Linked DNA regions of Mus musculus: region 2 is linked to region 1. A link is a contact called in public promoter capture Hi-C data. All regions are on one chromosome and are shown on one strand. Each heading gives the region's core, a stretch centred on a gene start, on an enhancer-like site or on the middle of the called end of the contact. The rest is flanking DNA. Distances are from core to core; before and after follow the strand shown.

Region 1 (7,716 bases), core at 5,101-7,600:
AGGTCAGCCTGTGCTATATATAGTATAGCCTTGTCTCAATAAAGCAACCAAGTGGGATGTGGTGGCACACACCTTTAATTCCAGCACTCCAGAGGCAGAGGCAGGAGAATGTTTGTGAATTTGTAGCCAGCATAGTCTACATATTGAGTTCTGGGACAGCTAGGACTACATAGAGAGAACCTGTCTCAGAGAGAGAAAGAAAGAAAGCATCCAAACTAACTAAACAAACAAAGACAGTGGGGGTGGGTGGGAAGATGGCTCAGTGGGTAAAACTGATTGCTGAGCAAGCCTTCAACACCCCATGGGGATCCCTGCACTTGTACAAGATGGGAGGTGGAGACAAGGGAGGGACTCTTTGAAGCTCATGGGCCACTAGCCTGGCTTGTGTGATACAGAGGAAATAAAGAGATCCTGTCTCAAACAAGGTGGAAGGCCAGGCCTGCTGCTCAGGGCTGTCCTTTGATCTCTACATAAGCACTGTGTGCACACAAAACAACCAAGGCCTCAGCCTTGGAGGTGCAAGAAGAAGCACTGTAGGAGGAGTGAGCGAAACAAGGGACAACGTGACAACTTCCTCTCTCTCTTCTCCCCCGCCCCTTCTTACTCTCGGTCTTTTTTTTTCTCTCTTTAAAAAATAATTATTTAATTTATTTTATGCATATAAGTATTTTGCTTGTATGTTTGTATACCATGTGTGTGCCTGGTACCTGTGGAAGCCAGAAGGGGGCACCAGACCTCCTGGAACTGGAGTTAACAGACAGTTGTGAGCTGCCATGTGGGTGCTTGAACCCATGTCTTCTGGAATAGCACCCTCTGCTCTTTCCCACTGAGCCATCTTTCCAGCTCCTTATTCTCATTCTTAGTTTTGTTCTTCTTCTTCTTTCTCCTTGGCTTTCTAACCCTTCTCCTCATTGACTTTGTCCCCCTTGGTTCTTGTGATAGCAATATGTCCAAGTTTCTCCTGGTTATTTGTGTTGGGGTTTAGAGTGGGAAGGGTTAGGAACAGGACTTGGGGGAGAGGAAGGTGCATCTTAAGACTTCCCAGTCAGCCAATCAGAAGGACTCCAAGAGCTGCGGTCCCCCAAGTTCCTGGGGCTGATGACGATTTGTGTCTTTCTAAGTTATATAGTTAGCTGGTTCTACTGTCTTAGAGTGAGAGTTTCATTATCTAGCCCAGGCTAGCCTGGAACTTGCTATATAACTCAGTCCAGTTCCTAGCTCACAATCCTCCTGACTCAGTCTCTAAATGGTTAAGATTTCAGGTGTGTGTCATCACACCTGGCTGTTTCAAGTTAGTCTGCAAAAACCAGATTGAAAAAAAAAAAATGGTGCAGGAAGGGGGGGGCACATGTTCTAGCCGCTCTTAGTAATCTCTCCAGAATTTTTGGTTTGGAAAGACTTGAGATTCACCTTGAAGTTGCATTTTTACACAAACCACTTTCCATTAGATTGCCTGGGGCTGAGGGATTGTGGGTAGAGGCCAAGCACTATGGGGAACTCAGTTTTCTCAATGACCACCAAGGGGCAGCACAGACCACACTCTCGGTGCTTCATCCTGAACAAAGAAGATAGATGCAGAGCCTGCCTGGCCTTAGAACTCAGGACCAGGCAGGAGGAGAGAGTAAAACCGGCAATTTAGTGGTGCCCATCTTTAATCCTAGCACTTGGGTGGCAGAGGCAGGCAGATCTTTATGAGTTCAAAGCCGGCCTGATGTGTATAGTTAGTTCCAGGTCAGCCAGAACCCAGAGCTACACAGTGAGTGAGACCTTAAAGGAAAACTAGCAGCTAAGAAACAGGAAGACTCCCCCCCGCCCCCCCCCCCCCCGCAGATCACAATCCTGATTCTATTTATTATAGACAGTGTCTCACTGTATAGTCCATGGCTGGTCTAAAACTCACGGATGGATGGTAATCACCACCATGCCCAGATGGTTCTTGGTTTTACTTGCAGTTGTGGGTGTTTGTTTGTTTGTTTGAGACAAGGTCTTGCTGTGTATAGCTCGGGCTATCCTGGAGCTCTCAATGAGTCTTGCCTACTTTATGCCCACTCTACTTCAGCCTTACCTTTTGAAATGTTATTTTTCATGTGTATGGGAGGTTAGCCTGCACGTACGACTGTCTGTTTGCTACATAACTACCATGTGTATACCTGATGCCCAAGGAGGGCAGCTCAAAGAGGGCGTTGGATCCTCTGGAACTGGAGTTTCAGATGCTTGTGACCTGCCCTGTGGGTGCTGGATGGAACCTGAGTGGTCTGGAAGAGCTCTTATCTCTGAGCTATCTTTGCAGCCCTTGCTTTGGCTTCCTGCAGGTGTAGATTACAAGTGTGTGCCACCGTGACCAGCCGGCTTGGTTTTTATTTCAAGTGTACACAAGGAGGGAGGGGAGGACAATTTCCTTTGAACATTGGGTCCCGCCAATGGGAAAAATGTTGACTTTGAAGACTACAGTTGCAGCTTGACACTTAGAGCCAGGTGCCCCCACCTTTTTTTTTCCTGGGGGCAGGGAGAACTGAGAGAGAACTGCCTAGCTCAGTGGGAGATTGTTTGCCTAGTGTGGGAGAGGCTCTGGATTCAACTCTTAGAACTGAAAAAGAAATCTATATCCTATATTCAGGAGCCAGAGGCAGGCTGATCTCTGTGAATTTGAGGCCAGGGTTCCAGGACATTCAGGGCTACATAACAGAGAGACCCTGTCTTAAAACAAACAATAAAAACATCCTATATTCCATAGACATCTTTAGCCTTTCCAGAAAAGAAATACACCCTTTCCCCCATCTTCTCTGTATACATTAGCATATAATTGTTTTTAAACAGATAATAGCAGCCTGGTCTACAGGGTGAGTTCCAGGACAGCCAGGGCTATACAGAGAAACCCTGTCTCGGAAACAAAACAAAACAAACCACAAAAAAACCCAAAACAAACAAACAAAAATAATAGGGCTGTAGCTCAGTTGGCAGAGTACTTACGTAGCAAAGTCCTAGGTTCAGTTGCCAGCACTGCACACACTGGCTGCACTGGTGCACACAGCACTGCACACACTGGCTGCACTGGTGCACACAGGCACCTGTAGCAATCAACGATACAGGTAGGAAGATGGGAAAGGCAAAGTCATACTAGGCTATTGTGATGTTTGAATAAAAATGGCCTCCATAGGCTGTTATGCTTGAATATTTAATCCCCACTTGGTGGAACTGTTTGGGTGGTGGACCCTATGGGAGGAGGTGTGTCCCTGGGAGTGTGCTTTGATGTTTCAAAAGACTCCCACCATTTCCAGTTGGCTCTCTGCCTGCATCTCACAGATCAAGATTGGAGCTGTCAGCTGCTATGGTGTCATGCCTGCTGCCGGCTCCTGCCACGGTGGTGACAGAACAGGAAACTCTAAATAAAACCTTGCTACTGTAACTTGCCTCGGTTGTAGGATCTTGTCACAGCAATAGTAAAGAAACCAAGACTGGATATATTGTGGTTCCAGGTCTCTCTTTTGAGACCTTTGTGAAAACAAAAACAAAACAAATAAATAAAACAAAACAATAACAACAAAAAATAGAAATAAGGCTGGGCGTGGTGGCACATGCCTTTAATCCCAGCACTCAGGAGGCAGAAGTAGGCAGATTTCTGAGTTTGAGGCCAGCCTGGTCTACAGAGTGAGTTCCAGGATAGCCAGGGCTATACAGAGAAACCCTGTCTCGAAAAACAAACAAACAAACAAAAAGAAATAAAATTAAAATATAAATGGAAAGCCAAACAAAGGGATACCTGACTCTGAGGCCCACACACAAACCAACCAACTCTACCTCAGCAGGTCTTTGAGATGGCTCAGTAGATGAAGGTGCTTGTAGCCAAGCCTGAGGGGAGAGTTCTATTCCTCATGGAACCCACATGGTAGAAGGAGAGAGAGAACAGACTTCTGCAAGTTGTCATCTGACTTCCACAGATGCACCACTGCACACATACACACAAATACAATAAGTGTGAAAAGCAGGAAAATAAAACCTCTGGGGCAGCCAAGGCAAGAGCATCACAAGTTCCATGCTAGTCTGGGATATTCAGTGAAACCTTACATAAAAATTCAAAATCAGGGCTGGTGAGATGGCTCAGCAGGTAAGAGCACCTGACTGCTCTTCCGAAGGTCCGGAGTTCAAATCCCAGCAACCACGTGGTGGCTCACAACCATCTGTAACAAGATCTGACGCCCTCTTCTGGAGTGTCTGAGGACAGCTACAGTGTACTTGCATATAATAAATAAATAAATCTTAAAAAAAAAAGAAACCACATATGTGACATATGTATGTGTGTGATATATTAAAAAAAAATTCAAAATCAGCTCAGCAGTGCTGGGGCACACCTTGAATTCTAGCACTCAAGAGGCAGAGGCAGGCTGACCTCTGAGTTCCAAGCTAGCCTGGTCTACAGAGCCAGTTCCAGGACAGCCACGGTTACACAGAGAAATCTTGTCTCAAAAAACAAACAAACAAACAAACAAATAAACAAACAAAACCCAAACCTTAAAAAAAACAACCACAGAAAAATCATAAATGGATTAGGCAGGGTGGTGAACATCTGTAACCAAGTGCCTGCAAGCCTTGGGGTCTGAGGCAGGAGGATTGAGAGTTCCAGGTTAGCCTGGGGTACATGGTAAGATTCTGGTCTCAAGAAACGAACAGGCTGGAGAGATAGCTTGGCTGGTTTATTGAACACACATCCCAAGACTGATTGATCAGGGATGCAGTCTAGACTCCAGAGCTAAACTGCAACCCTGAGCCAAAATGCCATAGAGCTTTTTAAAATTTTTATTTATTTATTTATTTATTTATTATATGTGTGTACACTGTAGCTGTCTTCAGACACTCCAGAAGAGGGCATCAGATTTTTGTTATGGATGGTTGTGAGCCACCATGTGGTTGCTGGGATTTGAACTCAGGACCTTTGGAAGAGCAGTCAGTGCTCTTAACCGCTGAGCCATCTCACCGGCCCCCGCCATAGAGCTTTTAAGCCTGAAATCTATAAAAATCTGTGGCAAGCTATTCCACCAATCAGGATTTAGGGATAGGGGACTTCCAACTGGTTGGGGTATTCAGCTGTGGCAGGGGACTTGCCTTACTTAACAGTTATGTCTTAAATTGCCAACCAGATGTTAGTTGCCCACGTACATGATTCTTTCAGCCAAGTAGGATGACAGTTCCCAGGGAGGTCTGGGGAACTTAAAACTTTATTCAACCCCTACTCAAAATGGAAGTCTTATTCCTAATGGCTTCTTATATTGGTGTAGGCGTCTCTCTTATGTTGGGGCCTATCCCAGGGGCAGCTGATAGGTACAGGCAGTGCTTCCAGGCAGTTGGATCAGGTCCAAGCTTGTTTGAGTAACTATACAAAGCAGTTCTATCTGACCTCTATTGTGATTGGTTTCTAAGAACACCAAAGCATAGAACTTAACAGAATATGCAGTCAACTCGGGCGTGGAAACGTTTCCTGGTAATAGCACATGAAAAAGTTTCCTTGTGACCGCACTAACAGCATAAAATGGTAGGCTAGACAGGCACTAGTTACACAGAGGACCAGGGTTTGATTCCCACCACCCACAAAGTGGTTCACAACCATCTGTAACTCTATTTCCTAGAGACCCACTGCCCTCTTCTGGTCTCTAAAGGCACTGAGCACCGGTGGAACACAGACATGCATAGAGGCAAAACACCATAACACATAAAATTAAATAAAAAATATGACAAACAACAAAAAAGAAAGTTGTGAATGTTAACAAGGCCATGTATGTTGGTCTGGAAAAATCTTCATGTCAAGGTACTGTTTTATACAGGTCTGTCATATTTTTAGTCATTTTAACTATTACTGGTTTCAGTGGAATACTGAGCCATCCTGAATAACACAGAAAGAATTTCCAAACATAAATAGTTGTCGTTACTATTGTTCAGTTTCAGGGTTTGTAAGAGAAGACTTATTAATTTTTATTTTGGGTGTATGAGTATTTTGCCTCTATGTTCGTACACCATATCTATGCAGTACCTGCAGAGGTCAGCAAAAGGGGATTGGATTCCCTGGAATTGGACTTAGAGAGGGGTGTGAGCTTCCATGTGAGATCTGGGGCTCAAACTCCGGTCCTTGAAAGAGCAGCCGAAGTTTTAAGCTGTTGAGCCATCTCTGAAGACCTTTATATGTTTGTTTTCATTTGAGGTGTTGTCTCACAATGTAGCCCTGGGTTGGCCTGGAACCAGGCTAGCCTCAAATACACAGAGCCTCTGTCCCCTGAGTGCTGAGACTAAAGGTGTCCCAGCCCTGGGACAGCGGATCTGCACCCACAAGTCAGCCTTTCCAGTGTTTGCTGGAGTAGCATTGCCACAGCCATACCTGTGTCATAGTAAATTGCGTGTCTGTAAAGAGGCTGAGGCAAGGGGCAGGTGTCAAAGGTAAAGTGTGGAGGCTTTCGTAAGTTATGTTGATGCAACGATTCTTGGCTCCTGAGTGCTGGGATTAAAGGCGTGCGCCACCACGCCCAGCTGGTTGGGCTTTCTTTCCATTCTCTCTCCTATCTCTCTCTCTCCTCTCTCTCTCTCTCTCTCTCTCTCTCTCCTCTTTCTCCTCTCTCTCTTCTCTCTCCCTCTCTCTCCTCTCTCTCTCCTCTCTCTCCTCTCTCTCCTCTCTCTCCTCTCTCTCTTCTCTCTCTCTCTCTATCTCTTCTCTCTCCCTCTCTCTCTTCTCTCTCCCTCTCTCTCTCTCTTCTCTCTCTTCTCTCTCTCCTCTCTCTCTCTCTCTTCTCTCTTCTCTCTCTCTCCTCTCTCTCTCCTCTCTCTCTCCTCTCTCTATCTCTCTCCACTCAATCAGGCTTCTGTGAAACTCCGGTGCCCATTCAGCCTCTCACCTCACTCTCTCAAACACCTGGAGCTGTCTGAACACGCTTCTGTCCTCAGTCATGTCTTAATCACATTTTCTAAAATGACAGAATCTCATGTAGCTCAGGCTAGCTTAAAATCCTTGTATGTAGCTAAGGTTAACTTTGAACTCTGGATCCTACTGCCCTTACTTTCTACAGGCTGAGACTATAGGCATGTTCCATAACTCATGTGTTCAGCTTTCAATACTCTGTCTGACCAACAGTCTATTGTTGAACGTTTTAACCATACCAATCCAATTGGTAAAATCCATGTACTGGTTTTATTAGCATTTTCTCTTTTGCCTTCCTTTTAAAAGTTATAGCCTTTGGCCAAGTATAATAAAGCAATCCATTGCCTATAATACCAGCAGCTGGGAGGCTAAGGCAGGGGGATGGCTTTGAGTTCCATGCCAGCCTGGTATGAGATTCTGGTATGAGACTGTGTCTCAAGAAAACAAAATGAACAAATAAGTAAATGAGTGAATGAATAATAAAGTTTTATTATTTTTAAAATGTCTTGCACGGTGGCTTGTGCTTGTCATTGTGGCTATCCAGAACATGAGACAGGAATGGTGTGACTTCCGTATCAGCCTGGGCTACCCTACTTCAAAACCCACTCACCCCCCAAAATTAAAATTAAATATGTATATAGTGGGGGATTTTTGTTTTTGTTTTTGCTAGCTGTGCAGTGTATTCCCATAATCCTAGCACTGGGGAGGCTAAGACAGGAGGATTGCTGTGAGTTGGAGGCTAGCCTGGTCTGTAAATCAAGTTCTAGGATAGCCAGGGCTATATAGAAAGACAATGTCAAGAGAGAGACAGAGACAGA
Region 2 (6,882 bases), core at 30-2,529, 33 kb after region 1:
GCGTGTCCTGCCACTAAAAATGTGGACACACGCTGTTCAGGCCTTTGCTCTCAGGCAGAAGCCGAGCATCGCACGCAAACCCGGCCCTTTGCACCGCTGGCGCTGTCTTGTCGCGCCCTTGCAAAGCATAGACTATTTCTATCTCTTAAACCCCACCCCAACGCCCCAGGAGAGCTGGCCCTTTAAGAGCCTCACCCACGGTTCCCCTCCCCCAGCTAGCGTGACAGCACTGGGACCCGCGCCCGGTTGTGAGTTGGGTAGCTGGGTGGCTGCGCGGGCCTCCAGGCTCTTCTCACGCAACTCCGGGGCACCTTGTCCCCAGCCAGGTGGGGCGGAGACAGGCAGCCCGACCTCTGCCCCCAGAGGATGGAGCAGGCTTACGCACGCTAGCCTCAGGAACCTGTGTGCGTGCCAAGCATCACCCTTTGTAGCCCCAGACCCCCTCCTGCTGTCTCGCGTGGATCCTTCCTCCACCCTTTCCTCCACCATACTTAGATAGCTCTGCACCCGCCGCCCGACTTCTCTGTGTTGCCTGCTTCAGTATGTATGCACAACACTAGCAAGCCCCGGGAGCCTACAGGGAGCTGCAAGCGGGGACTCCCGGGCTTGCAGCTTGCCTAAGGTGACCCTTAGAGGTGAGATCTGCAAGCCTGCCATCCATCCCCACCCTCTAGATGAAGCAGCGCGAACTTCGGCCGATACCCAATTTGTGGGGCACAGAGTCAGTCCAATGGCGCCACTGGCCTTCCTGTCCTGTGACCTCTGGGCTGGGGTCGTTGCGCTTCTCACGCGAGCTTGGACTCAGTAATCCAGGGAAGCAAAGTCACCACCCAGCTGTTCTCCCTCTACCAGCCTTTCCCGGGCACCCATTGGCTTGTAGTAGGCAAGAGGATCTTACACACTGAATGTTTCAGGGGTGCAAAAATAGTGAAAAGGAATCCCTATGACCCGGAATGGAGGCCCCAGTACTTACTTTTTAGGTTACCCCAGAATTTTTCCTCAAACCCCTCCCTCAGTGGGATTATGCACTGTCCATGGAGCACCTTGAAAGTGTGGGGGGTGGTGACCCCAACCTTTATTCTTTTTCTTTTCTTATGTTTTTTTGTGCCTGTACCTACATCAGGTATCCGGTATGGCTTCTTGCCTATCTCCCCCCTCCCCCCTGCCTAGAGCACTCCCTAAGGCTGTCCCTCCCTCGGTCCCACCACTGGGCTCAGATAAGGAGGCGTGGCCAACAGACACAGAGTCCTATAAAGGTGGTGGTGCCTTCACCCTAACCCTGAAGGTGGTAGTTCTTGGAGCTTCCCCGATCCTCCCTAGGGTCCTAGAGAACACTCTTCACTTCAGTCCCTCCTTACAGCCCAAGGTGAGTGCTTGGGGGGGCTCCTGGATTGCCCCTCCCTCCCTCCCTCCCTCCCTCCCTCCCTCCCAAGAAAAGGAAATTTTTGGTGAAGAGTTACTGGGTAGCTCCTTCAAAACAGGGAACTACACTTTTATTTATTTATTTATTTATTTATTTAGTGACCAGGTAAATTCCTTAAGGGAGAAACTGAGGCCAGAGGTATCAGCTATTTAGATAGAAATGAGATACCCTTCCACTTCAGGCCCCTCCCCCTCCTCACTGACCTCCTAGGGCGTCTTCCCTGCACCTTTAGCCCCTTCCTCAGGACTGCCAGTGGGGGTGAGGGCTCCTCTCTGGATGTGTAGGGTGGACAGTGAAGATGCACTGAGCTTTTCTGGTGTTCTCTGTCTTATTTAAAAACTACCCCCAATAGCCTCTACCCTCCCAAAGGGCAGCATGTCAGAGCTGTTTCTGACCTAGGCTAGAGAGGCTCCCTACCCCACTGACTGTCTCTTCTATCCTTGCTGGGATACCATCAGCTCCATAAACTGAGAGCTTCAGGGAACTGGAAACACCAGTTACATTTCCCTCGGCCCTTCCACCTTCCAAAGGTTAGGGTTCCTTAGGGACACCAATTATGAAGTGTGTTTTCAGCCCCTCCAGGAAGCCCCTCTGCTTCAAGCTGACTGTAGTATTTGGGAATTGTACATCTTCCTATCGTATGTGCTTCAGATCTTCTCTTCCTAGGATCTGTACCCTCTGAATTAAGCAATCTTTCTTGTTGGCTTGTTTTGTTTTTTTGAGACAGGGTTTCTCTGTGTAGCCCTGGCTGTCCTGGAACTCACTCTGTAGACCAGGCTGGCCTCAAACTCAAGAGTTCCTCCTGCCTCTGTCTCCTAAGTGCTGGGGTTAAAGGTATGGGCCAGTGCCTCCCTCCCAGATGAATTGGGCAAGCTTGTCTTACCCTCTCTCCCAGTTATGTAACTGAAGTCTCAGTGTTAATATGACTTGTCCAGGATGACCTGGACTGTACTTCACTGCAATGTGACTCTCCTGACTGGGCAGAGCCTTGGAGCAGATGTTAAATTTGCTTACTTTTTCTAGAATAAATCTAAAGAGAAAGTGTCCTCTTAGTCAAAACTAAGCTCAAATCCATTCCTAGTTTTCCTGACTCCAGTCAGTGGTTTTCTTATAGCCCTAACCTTATAGGAATCTTCCTTTTCATTTCTGCTTTCTTATGACAGCAAAAGAGGGGGAAGGACCAGACTATTCATTCATGAGAACTGAGCACAACAAAAAGCTTGGCCTGGATTACTGTTACTTGGAGCTGTGTCTAGCTGGTCTCCCTTGGCTTTTAAAGTGTGGCCCCGTTGAACTTAGGGAGCTAGGCCTGAGAGGAAGGTGGCTTGGGCATTGGTTTTCCTGTACCCTCTCCCATTCCTGTCCTCTACTGGGGTTGATGGGGTTCTTTAGATCCTGAGATGAAGAACAGTAAAGAACTGAGAACTCAGATTCTCAAAAGTTTTCGTTCTCAAAAGGAGGCATCTGTGATAGCAGCTGTACATTCTATGGAACTTTCCCTAAGAGCTGTGAGCCCTGGCTAATGCCCCATTTGGAAGCTGATTTCCCTGCTGCTAGAGTAAGCAATGAGGCCAAAGAAACAAATGATCTCTTGATTTCCTGATAGGATGGCGGCTTCCTCAAGGGTGATGGGTAGACCCAAAGAGATTTTTCGGGTGACATTTGTTAGTTGCACATTTATTGGAATGTGTTAGGAAAATCAAAGCTGTATTTAGGTACAGACATTGTTCAGGATGATGTTGCCTAGTGGATGTAAAACTGATTTTAGGAGACACAAGGTAAATTGGGACGAGTGGAAACCACAGAGATTGGAAGCCACTGAAGCCACACAATTAAGAGAGGTGCTCTAGAAGTGGGCTACTTGGGTTGAAAGTTTACACAACATTCCCTAGCTGCATAACTTTGAGAATGTTACTTACTGTCTCTGAATCTTACTGCAGCCTTCTTCATCTGCTTATGACTAAGATTGAAAATAAAATGAGAGAGAGAGTGTGTGTGTGTGTGTGTGTGTGTATGTGTGTGTGCTGTGTGTGTGTGTAGAATATGATTAAAATATATTGTGTGAAAAATAAAACAAAACCACATTGAGCTTCCCGGGTACTGAGACTTCTCCACGAGAGCTCAGTCTACCTGACCTCAGCCTTTGTGCATGTGGAGTAAGAAAGAACTGCAGCACACAGTGGCAGCTCCACAAGCTCTGTCCTGCTCTATGCCCAGGGAACAGCTCCAGGAGGAAGGCTTCTCTTTCCCCTGACACTTTAGGATATTTATACCCTCGCCCTCAGTCTGATGCCTTCTTTCTTTTGGCCTCACCTCTCAGCAGCCACCTAGATCATGCCTTCCATGTATGGACTTCCAGCCTTCGTGTCAGCCACAGAGCTGCTCCTGGCTGTCACCGTATTCTGCCTTGGATTCTGGGTGGTCAGAGCCACAAGAACCTGGGTTCCCAAAGGCCTGAAGACTCCACCAGGGCCCTGGGGCTTGCCCTTCATTGGTCACATGCTGACTGTGGGGAAGAACCCACATCTGTCACTGACACGGCTGAGTCAGCAGTATGGGGACGTGCTGCAGATCCGCATCGGCTCCACTCCTGTGGTGGTGCTGAGCGGCCTGAACACCATCAAGCAGGCCCTGGTGAGGCAGGGAGATGACTTCAAGGGCCGGCCAGACCTCTACAGCTTCACACTTATCACTAATGGCAAGAGCATGACTTTTAACCCAGACTCTGGACCCGTGTGGGCTGCCCGCCGGCGCCTGGCCCAGAATGCCCTGAAGAGCTTCTCCATAGCCTCGGACCCGACGTCAGCATCCTCTTGCTACTTGGAGGAGCACGTGAGCAAGGAGGCTAACTATCTCGTCAGCAAACTTCAGAAGGTGATGGCAGAGGTTGGCCACTTTGACCCTTACAAGTATTTGGTCGTGTCAGTAGCCAATGTCATCTGTGCCATATGCTTTGGCCAACGTTATGACCATGATGACCAAGAGCTGCTCAGCATAGTCAATCTGAGCAATGAGTTTGGGGAGGTTACTGGCTCTGGATACCCAGCTGACTTCATTCCTGTCCTCCGTTACCTGCCTAACTCTTCCCTGGATGCCTTCAAGGACTTGAATGATAAGTTCTACAGCTTCATGAAGAAGTTAATCAAAGAGCACTACAGGACATTTGAGAAGGTAGGGGAGAAGCAGGTGGTGATGGGAAGCAGTTAGGATCCAGGGCCAGAACATCACAGGCAAGCTTAAAACTGGTAGCAGAATGTACTCTATCCTCAGCAGGTCAACGAAACTTTTCTTGGCTGGTCCTTCTATGCATCCATAAGACAAGAGCTACTGAATGGAGGAGCCCTGGACCAGTTCTCTCTCTCTCTCTCTCTCCCTTCCTTCCTCTCTTTTTTTTTCTTTCTTTCTTTCTTTCTTTCTTTCTTTCTTTCTTTCTTTCTTTCTTTCTTTCCTTCCTTCCTTCCTTCCTTTCTTTCTTTCTTTCTTTCCTTCTTTCTTAAGCTTCATTTATTTATTGCATGTATGTGGGTACACTGTTGCTGTCTTCAGACACACCAGAAGAGGGCATCAAATGCCTATTACAGATGGTTGTGAGCCACCCTGTGGTGGCTGGGAATTGAACTCCTTTGGAAAAGCAGTCAGTGCTCTTAAGCACTGAGCCATATCTGCAGACCCCTGGGCCAGTTCTTCATGGTAGAAAAAAGTTAAAGAACTCATCAAATAACTAACAGTGTCAGGCTCTGTGCCTCCAGGGTCACTTGAGTTGGGTTATCCATTCTTTAAGGTAGAAAGAGACTTGGAGAGACAAGGGGAAAATGGGACAGCAGCCTCACCATGACATCTCTTTAACAGTGAGGGGCCAGGCCTAGATGGATGGTTAGGTCTGGGATATTTCTCACCTTGGTCTCCTTTGTCTCCCAGGGCCACATCCGGGACATCACAGACAGCCTCATTGAGCATTGTCAGGACAGGAAGCTGGACGAGAATGCCAATGTCCAGCTGTCAGATGATAAGGTCATCACGATTGTTTTGGACCTCTTTGGAGCTGGTACGTGTACTTTGGTGTATCATTTCTGTGCTCAGGTGCCCCTAGTTGCCGCATACCTAACCACTGCCTCTGTTCCATCCTGTTCAGGGTTTGACACAGTCACAACTGCTATCTCGTGGAGCCTCATGTACCTGGTAACCAACCCTAGGGTACAGAGAAAGATCCAGGAGGAACTAGGTAGGTGGTGACTCCATTCAAAAGACTCTAAGTGGAGGACCCTGATAAAGTCTTGGCAACCCCTTAATCCTTCTGAACCTCTGAATTCTGTAGACACAGTGATTGGCAGAGATCGGCAGCCCCGGCTTTCTGACAGACCTCAGCTGCCCTATCTGGAGGCCTTCATTCTGGAGACCTTCCGGCATTCATCCTTCGTCCCCTTCACCATCCCCCACAGGTCAGACCATAGATCCGTTGACATTTGATACCAGATCTCAGTTTAGTGTACACAGCCCATTAGGATTCGTGGGAAGGATATGGCATGGGGCGGGGTGTGGATTTCCCCTGTGTGTGGTCCTGATCCTGACTACGTGTCCTCTTTCCCCAGCACCACAAGAGATACAAGTCTGAATGGCTTCTATATCCCCAAGGGGTGCTGTGTCTTTGTGAACCAGTGGCAGGTTAACCATGACCGGTAAGTTGACAGGGGCAGTGAAAACTCCTGGGTGGGATGGATGCATCCTCTCCTGGGCTTCAGATTCCTTGGGGATTGACCTGCTTGATGATTATAATCCCTGAACTTTGACTTCAGCTGTCTCCCTCTGCATATAGGGAACTGTGGGGTGACCCAAACGAGTTCCGGCCTGAAAGGTTTCTCACCCCCAGCGGCACTCTGGACAAGCGCTTGAGTGAGAAGGTCACTCTCTTTGGTTTGGGCAAGCGAAAGTGCATCGGAGAGACCATTGGCCGATCGGAGGTCTTTCTCTTCCTGGCCATCTTGCTGCAGCAAATAGAATTTAAGGTGTCTCCAGGGGAGAAGGTGGATATGACTCCTACCTATGGGCTGACTTTAAAACACGCCCGCTGTGAACACTTCCAAGTGCAGATGCGGTCTTCTGGTCCTCAGCATCTTCAGGCTTAGACTGTCCAGGATGCTCACCAGACCAGGTGGCTGTTCCTGTGATTCAACTTTAGCCAGAAACACAGATCCTGGGACATTGTGCCTGCCTCCTACTTTGGACTTGTTTCTCTATATGCTGAACACACACTGGGCACAGCAGAGGCCCACAGGAACCTCAGATCCTTCTCAATTTCAGCATCAACTAGGAGATCTGAAAGGGTTAGGAGATACCTGGGCCTCAGAGAACTCCTGAAGAGTGCTCTGGGTGCTCCAGTGGCTAACTGGTTTGAAAAATACTGCAGGTTATAGCAGGATGTGTCTGGTTACTTTGACAAGTGGGAGCTGCCCAGAATGGAG

Evidence for each region. Promoter capture Hi-C pulls out the DNA fragments that hold promoters and counts their contacts.
Region 2: a promoter capture Hi-C map of liver shows a contact between it and region 1, with 5 times the contacts expected there. The contact joins the promoter of Cyp1a1 here to the enhancer-like site in region 1. A contact is called at or near these places in 6 of 39 promoter capture datasets (the HPC-7 cell line, embryonic stem cells, liver and 2 more), 2 of 15 datasets of contacts at CTCF or cohesin (CD8 T cells and embryonic stem cells), 15 of 484 Hi-C or Micro-C datasets (the G1E-ER4 cell line, Sertoli cells, Th1 cells and 7 more), 8 of 115 datasets of contacts at active chromatin or transcription factors (the SCID.adh cell line, effector CD8 T cells, embryonic hindbrain and 3 more) and 4 of 9 other capture datasets (adipose tissue, embryonic stem cells, liver and 1 more).

What each region holds. Positions count from the first base shown.
Region 1 is chr9:57,658,436-57,666,151 of GRCm38.p6, forward strand. No RefSeq gene overlaps it. Among named protein-coding and RNA genes, the nearest start is that of Csk, 17 kb to the left of the region's middle. Within about 2 kb of position 6,351, at least 5 of the 459 cell types and tissues checked have an H3K27ac peak or open chromatin away from gene starts, as enhancers often do. A contact at or near this core is called in liver, where this site is marked.
Region 2 is chr9:57,696,334-57,703,215 of GRCm38.p6, forward strand. Cyp1a1 (cytochrome P450, family 1, subfamily a, polypeptide 1) reads left to right here and starts at 1,280. Exons shown (of 7, transcript NM_001136059.2): 1 at 1,280-1,366; 2 at 3,744-4,594; 3 at 5,342-5,468; 4 at 5,556-5,645; 5 at 5,739-5,862; 6 at 6,013-6,099; 7 at 6,237-6,882. The coding sequence starts at 3,758. The coding sequence ends at 6,546. RefSeq lists a promoter at 1-1,340 and enhancers at 68-85, 139-495, 210-229, 287-305, 398-416 and 1 more.